Linked DNA regions of Hordeum vulgare: region 1 is linked to region 2. A link is a contact called in public Hi-C data. All regions are on one chromosome and are shown on one strand. The core of a region is the stretch at or near the end of the contact, and the rest is flanking DNA. Distances in the headings are between cores, read along the strand shown.

Region 1 (3,105 bases), core at 430-2,929, 140 kb after region 2:
TTGACTGGTTAAGTGTAAGTTGCTACTACTTAAGTGTTCCCGCCAAAAAAAAGAGTGTAAGTTGCTGTATGAGCGTGTCATGTGAACTGGGTCAAGATCGTAGGCAATCTTGTTTGATCGTTGCTCAGTTGCTCACTACTCGTACACCTGCACGGATGGAGGAGGATTGGATTTGGGTGCATGCAGTATGTCACGGGCTCTCGGTGGCAACAGGGACCGTGTTAGTACAGAGGGTACAGTACGGTTAGCCAGTGGGGTGGCCTGACGCCTGCGCGCTGTGTCAGCGGGTGGACCGTTTGGTATGTCTGTTCAGGCCCCGGGCCTATCTGGTGAGCTGCTACCTCTGTTAATTAAAGCAGTTGGGTGTCTCGTAGCCATTGGAATCCAGTACATGCATGGGCAAACCCAGTTCCATTTGGCTCCGGCTAACTACCGCCTAGTGTACAAATAAAGAAGACATCATTCCGTGATCCTCCTACTGATAGGACACGGGAATGTGCTAAATTGGCACCACTGTAAGTGGAGCCTCGAGAGTCTAGAGTAAACTAGTAATCAGCCTAATTAATCCGCCCTCACGCGCACGTCGGCGTGCAGATGACGCGATGGCACCGGCGGAACTCCGAATGGCGGACGGACGGTGCACGCGGTACGGCACAGCGATCGATCTCCGCGTCGGCGACGGTGGGTGCCGGCGACGCAACGCCGCTGTGCTGTGCTGTGCTGTGCTGACCTTTCCTAGACCATTGCAACTTGATCATATAGTACGATTACAATACTGGTGGAAGCTTAGCTTAATTATTCTGGATTGGTGAATGGTGATGGCCGGGTGGCGCTGCTGGCTGGGGACGGCACGCACCAGCTTCGGCCCGCCGCCCGTAATAGACTAGTGGTATAGTGCCGTCCTCGCCTCCCGGCTTTCGGCTCGTTTCATAATGGACGCACAAATGGAGGCAAACAGGCAGAGAGGATCTAGCGAGCGAGCGAGTTGTCAAGGAGCTCGTCATCGGACAGGGAGTGTTTTTCATCTCGTGTTTGAGTTTGACAGCGGGTTTCGATCGACGTGTGGCCTCGCGGTAGCTCTGGCATCTAGTCGATGTCCCTGTCGACCGGCATAGTATGCCGCTGTGGCTGCGAACCCGGTGATTGCGATTACTCTGAAGAAAAATGGCCGGCTGTCTCCGGATGCATGTACAGTAGTCACTGTACGCCACTCCGTACTATCCCTCCGTTACTAAATATAAGTCTTTTAAGCAATTTCACTAAGAGACTACATACAAATAAAATGAGTGAATGTACACTCTAAAGTATGTCTATATACATTCGTATGTAGTCTTCTAGTGCAATCTCTAAAAAGATTTATATTATGGAACGGAGGGAGTACTCCACTAGCATGCATGACCTTGATCCACGAGTCGGTGATTAGTAAAAAACACATGAAATTCTCGTACGAACTACTAGGGGCATGCTAACGGAAGAGAAAATACAAGGGAATTGTGAAGCGTGCCGATGAGATTCCTGACGGGCAGCACCGCGTATACCTTCTTCTACTAAAAAGGAACGTACTGGATGCACCAAAGGGAAACATAGCCTCGGTGAAGTCCTCGACGCTAGCGCTGGGACTGAGTCCGCGACCATGCTTGGCCTAGAGGGTCGTTGGGTGGTCACGGCCCTAATAGTTTTGTTGCCATTCTTCAACAGCAATCCAGCCGCGCTCCTATAGCATCCATACAGTCGATGGTACGCTGTACCCTCCACCAAGCTGTCAGTGCCTTGGCTGTGCTGTGCGAATGCTAGCTCCGCTCGTCCAGAGTTGCCCGTGCCCTGCACAAGAATTCCTTGCCCGTGGTACGTTCTAATTAAGCTGGATTTGGTGCCTGCGCCAATAATTTAAGCGCCCATGCATTGCACGGTATAGCTAGAGACGATCCATGGGGACCGTGGAAGCTCTGGCGTGGCATGGCTCGCCGCTGTGCGGCGTTATGACAGGAGCAACAATGAATGAAAGCTCCGTCGCTCCAACCGTCTCCCGCTGTTGACGTTTTTGGGGACGATGGGCAGGCGTTGAGACGAAGGCAAAGACTGTTTTATTGACGGGTCATGCCTTCCTAGTGCCTTTTCTGGGCCAATCATGTGGCTGTTCTTGACGCAAGAATCTTTGGTGTTTTACCGGTGGTGATGATGATCAGTGGCCATGCTTGCGGATTATGGTGCTTATTCAGGAAGTGTTTGTTTACAGAGACTTTTTATATAGAAACTAATAAAAAATCCTTTTAGTCCTATTAAAATCAAACATGAGGGACTTGGGATTAAAAGTGAGCATTTGAAACTAAAGAAATACTCCATCCGTCTCAAAATTCTTGTCTTAGATTTGTTTAGATATGAATGTATCTAGTCAAGTTTTAATATTTAGATACATCCATATCTAGACAAAGTTAAGACAAGAATTTTGAGACGGAGGGAGTAAGTCTTTAACGGAGAGTCTTTTTGAGACTTTTTTTTAAAAGTGTCCTTGTTTTTTGCATGTCATTTAATAACCTCTACTCTATTAATAGAGATAACATGATCTTTTATCATGTCATTTAATAACATCTGGTCCATGTTTAGTTCCTAAAATCAAACAGGTAGGGACTTTTTAAATAACACAAGTGGCCATGCTTGCGGATTATGGTGCTGGTTTAGCTAACCAACTGTTCCGGGTCGTGTGGCACTCTTTGGATTGTACTCTTAAAAAAGAAAACTCATAAGGCCTTGTTCGGTTGCATTGGATTTGACGGGGATTAAAATGGATTATGAGGAACTACATTCCTTGTAAGTCAAATTCCTTTCCAATCCCCTTTAAATCTCTTCAATCCCTTTGGGAAAGGTATTAAACGAACAAGCCGTAAGGGAATAAATCCGCTCGGCGCAATTAAGAACATCTGGGAAGCCCGTGCTTATTCCAACACACTCCCTTCATTCGAAAATACTTGTCATAGAAATAAATATATCTAGATCTTTTTTGGTTTTTAGATACTACATCCAATTTAGATCTTTTTTGTTTTTTAGAAACTACATCTAAAGTACATTCATTTTTATACATTGACCCGACAAGTAATTCCGAACGAA
Region 2 (2,981 bases), core at 55-2,554:
AGACAAAATCGTTGATGCAATTGAAAAAAATCGCATATTTACAAGAAATAGTTCATGAAGTTGAAAAAAGTTCACGAATTTGAGACAGAAAGTTCACAAATTTGATTTTACCCTAATTTATGAATTTAATAAAAAAATCACGGATTTGAGAAAGTTCACAAAATTGAAAAATACGGAAATGATAAATTTAAATGTAAACAGAAAAAAAACAGCCTAAAACCGGACAGGGAAAAATGCCCAGCCAAAATCATTTTACAGTGATTTTTTCTCTGTTTTCGCAAGACAATGGACGGATTTTTTCACAGTTTTAGCTCATAAGACGTAAATAATTCACAGAATGAACTCGATTTGAAAGTATTTTCGGATCTGACTTTTTTAGAAACGCCAGAGCCCGTGGCTTTGCTGCTTCACGTAGAAACGCCAGTCTATCGTGACGTTTCTGGTCCACATTCAGACGCCAGTCTAGCGTCGCCTTGTAGTCAAACTTAGCAACGCCAGGGGTGCTGGCGTTGCTATCCACGTAGCAAACGCCATTAACAATGACGTTGCAGCATTGGTACGTATGTTCAGCGCGCGCGACGGGTCTCGCGTTGATGATAGGATATGCATGGGATGGGATCGGCGCCGGCTGGCTGCTGCTACCACTAAAGAATAAGCATGCTGCAGGATGTGCAACTGGGCCTATGTCTATGTGTTCGTTTCTTGTCATTTTTGGCCAGTGTCACGCTGTAACTGACCACTTATGTTCACTGTACCGCTGACTAGTCTGCTACCACTTCAATTGTATGCATGGACAGTGCACTTCATTTCTATGCTGCAAAGAGAGACCCGTCGCGCGCGCTGAACATACGTACCAATGCTGCAACCTGTCAGCGGTACAATAGACATAGGCCTAGTTGCACATCCTGCAACATGCTTATTCTTTAGTGGTAGCAGCAGCCAGCCGGCGCCGATCCCATCCCATGCATATCCTATCATCAACGCGAGACCCGTCGCGCGCGCTGAACATACGTACCAATGCTGCAACGTCATTGTCAATGGCGTTTGCTACGTGGATAGCAACGCCAGCACCCCTGGCGTTGCTAAGTTTGACTACAAGGCGACGCTAGACTGGCGTCTGAATGTGGACCAGAAACGTCACGATAGACTGGCGTTTCTACGTGAAGCAGCAAAGCCACGGGCTCTGGCGTTTCTAAAAGAGTCAGATCCGAAAATACTTTCAAATCGAGTTCATTCTGTGAATTATTTACGTCTTATGAGCTAAAACTGTGAAAAATCTCACAATGGACCGGACCTGTCGAGGGCTGTCCTTGTGTAGGCGCGCCAATCGAACGCAGCGCGCAACGTATAGGAGCTCTTTGGATAGGAGATGCCAAAAAAAGGCGCTAGATACCTTTTATTTTCTGGATATCAGTTTGTTTTGTCATATAAGCACCTAGATAGGTGTCCAGCATGTTGGGCTGGTTCACCAGGCATTTCTCCCCCTGTTTTCCTTTTCCTATTTTACGTCTTTTCTTTTCTTATTGAGACTGCTTACCACGTCTGCCGTTGGTCATATATTATTTTTTTCGTAAAAATATCAGATATATTGTAAAGTACAAAGAATATCAAATATAATAGAAATTACATCAAGATTATAAGATAACGAGCCGTCGACGTACCGCTTTTCTATCGGAGCTGGCTTGATCTTGTCGATGATAGCCAAAATTCCTTTTGCACGTGCCATTAAGGACCAACACCCTAGGGTCATAGTCGTCGTCGCTCAACCCTCGCATAGATCAGAAAACGACTGACAGTAAATTTCGTCAGATAACAAGAAATCCTAACTTTACAACCCCAAGGAGATGGTGGAAACCTACGCCGGAGATTCGTTAACTACGTTCACACAAACGAACTCGAGGAGGAAGTACTATCATCTGTCCGAGCACCATACGTGTGAGGATTATGAAACTCTAACCTGAAATACTAACATGAGCGAAGACAACGAGATTCTTCTACTTCTCCACTGTTGGTCTTTCTTCTCTTTCCCATTTTATTTTTATAATGTTTCTTATGTTTTCATGATTTTTTTGTACTTTATTTTTTTCACCTCGAACATGAGTGAAAAAATTTGAATGAAAAAAAAACTTGCAAAATGGCAAGGTGGAGGGACCCCGAGAGATGTTGCTAGTGTGATAGCCCGACTGTGGGTCTCCCCTTCAAGGCCCTTCACCGTGGGTGTTGGGCGTGTGTCGCTCTGCCACGACCGGCTCACTTTCCCGTCGAAGTTGATGTTGCATACCTCTGTGACGTCGCATCCTCCTTGTGTGGTCGGTGTTTGCTCCCTGAAGGATAGGGGTGGAGTTATATGGCTCTTTCTCCTCTCATGTTGGACACAATTCATCGTCGATGCCTACCTTCCTTTTTATATTGTTTACCTCTTAGGGTGAGTCCATCGCCCTGCTCGTGGCTCCGGTGTTGTAGATCATGTCCGAGCTTAGTGAGCTACGTCTCAGTCTGTCAATGAATTATATGAAGGTGGACACATCGGTGACCTCGGCTGAGGAACAAGATTCATATTTGTCAAATGAGCAGCTCGAGGTTTCTATGATTGATGATGCGAAAGCGAAGGCATCTGTGATTTCGTGATGAATAATGGTCGGTTTCTCGAGTTCTCGTCGGTGATTTCGTGATGAATAATGTTGGGTTTCTCGTGTTGTACGTGGCTTTGGTATTTTAAGTCGTTGTTGTCAGTTTTCTCGAAGGGGTTCCGTTGCATTGTAAAAGTGTTGAGGATTCTGGCTGTTACGTGAGTTATCGTTTTGCTTCGTGTTGAGTGAGTTTGTTTGTATTAATTTTCAATCGGTTTAGTCCGTAAATTAACTGTGCAGTTGTTTTTTAATTAACCAATGAGATAATTGTTCTGACTCGTTTCGAAGAAAAAAATAGTCCGACATAAGCAAAGACGGCCGGAGTAGTTGGCTGATGGCCTGAAGGTGCGC

What was found. A called contact is a pair of places that touch in the nucleus more often than the background predicts.
Region 1: a contact with region 2 is called in a Hi-C map of leaf, with 3 times the contacts expected there. The contact joins two enhancer-like sites. A contact is called at or near these places in 2 of 6 Hi-C or Micro-C datasets (leaf and seedling) and 1 of 1 datasets of contacts at active chromatin or transcription factors (embryo).

What each region holds. Positions count from the first base shown.
Region 1 is chr2H:586,349,417-586,352,521 of MorexV3_pseudomolecules_assembly, forward strand. It overlaps LOC123427470 (protein IQ-DOMAIN 22-like), which reads left to right. Exons shown (of 4, transcript XM_045111524.1): 4 at 1-69. Among protein-coding and RNA genes, the nearest start is that of LOC123427470, 4.2 kb to the left of the region's middle. Within about 2 kb of position 1,680, at least 3 of the 3 cell types and tissues checked have open chromatin away from gene starts, as enhancers often do. A contact at or near this core is called in leaf, where this site is marked.
Region 2 is chr2H:586,212,342-586,215,322 of MorexV3_pseudomolecules_assembly, forward strand. No RefSeq gene overlaps it. Among protein-coding and RNA genes, the nearest start is that of LOC123430644, 32 kb to the left of the region's middle. Within about 2 kb of position 1,305, at least 1 of the 3 cell types and tissues checked has open chromatin away from gene starts, as enhancers often do. A contact at or near this core is called in leaf, where this site is marked.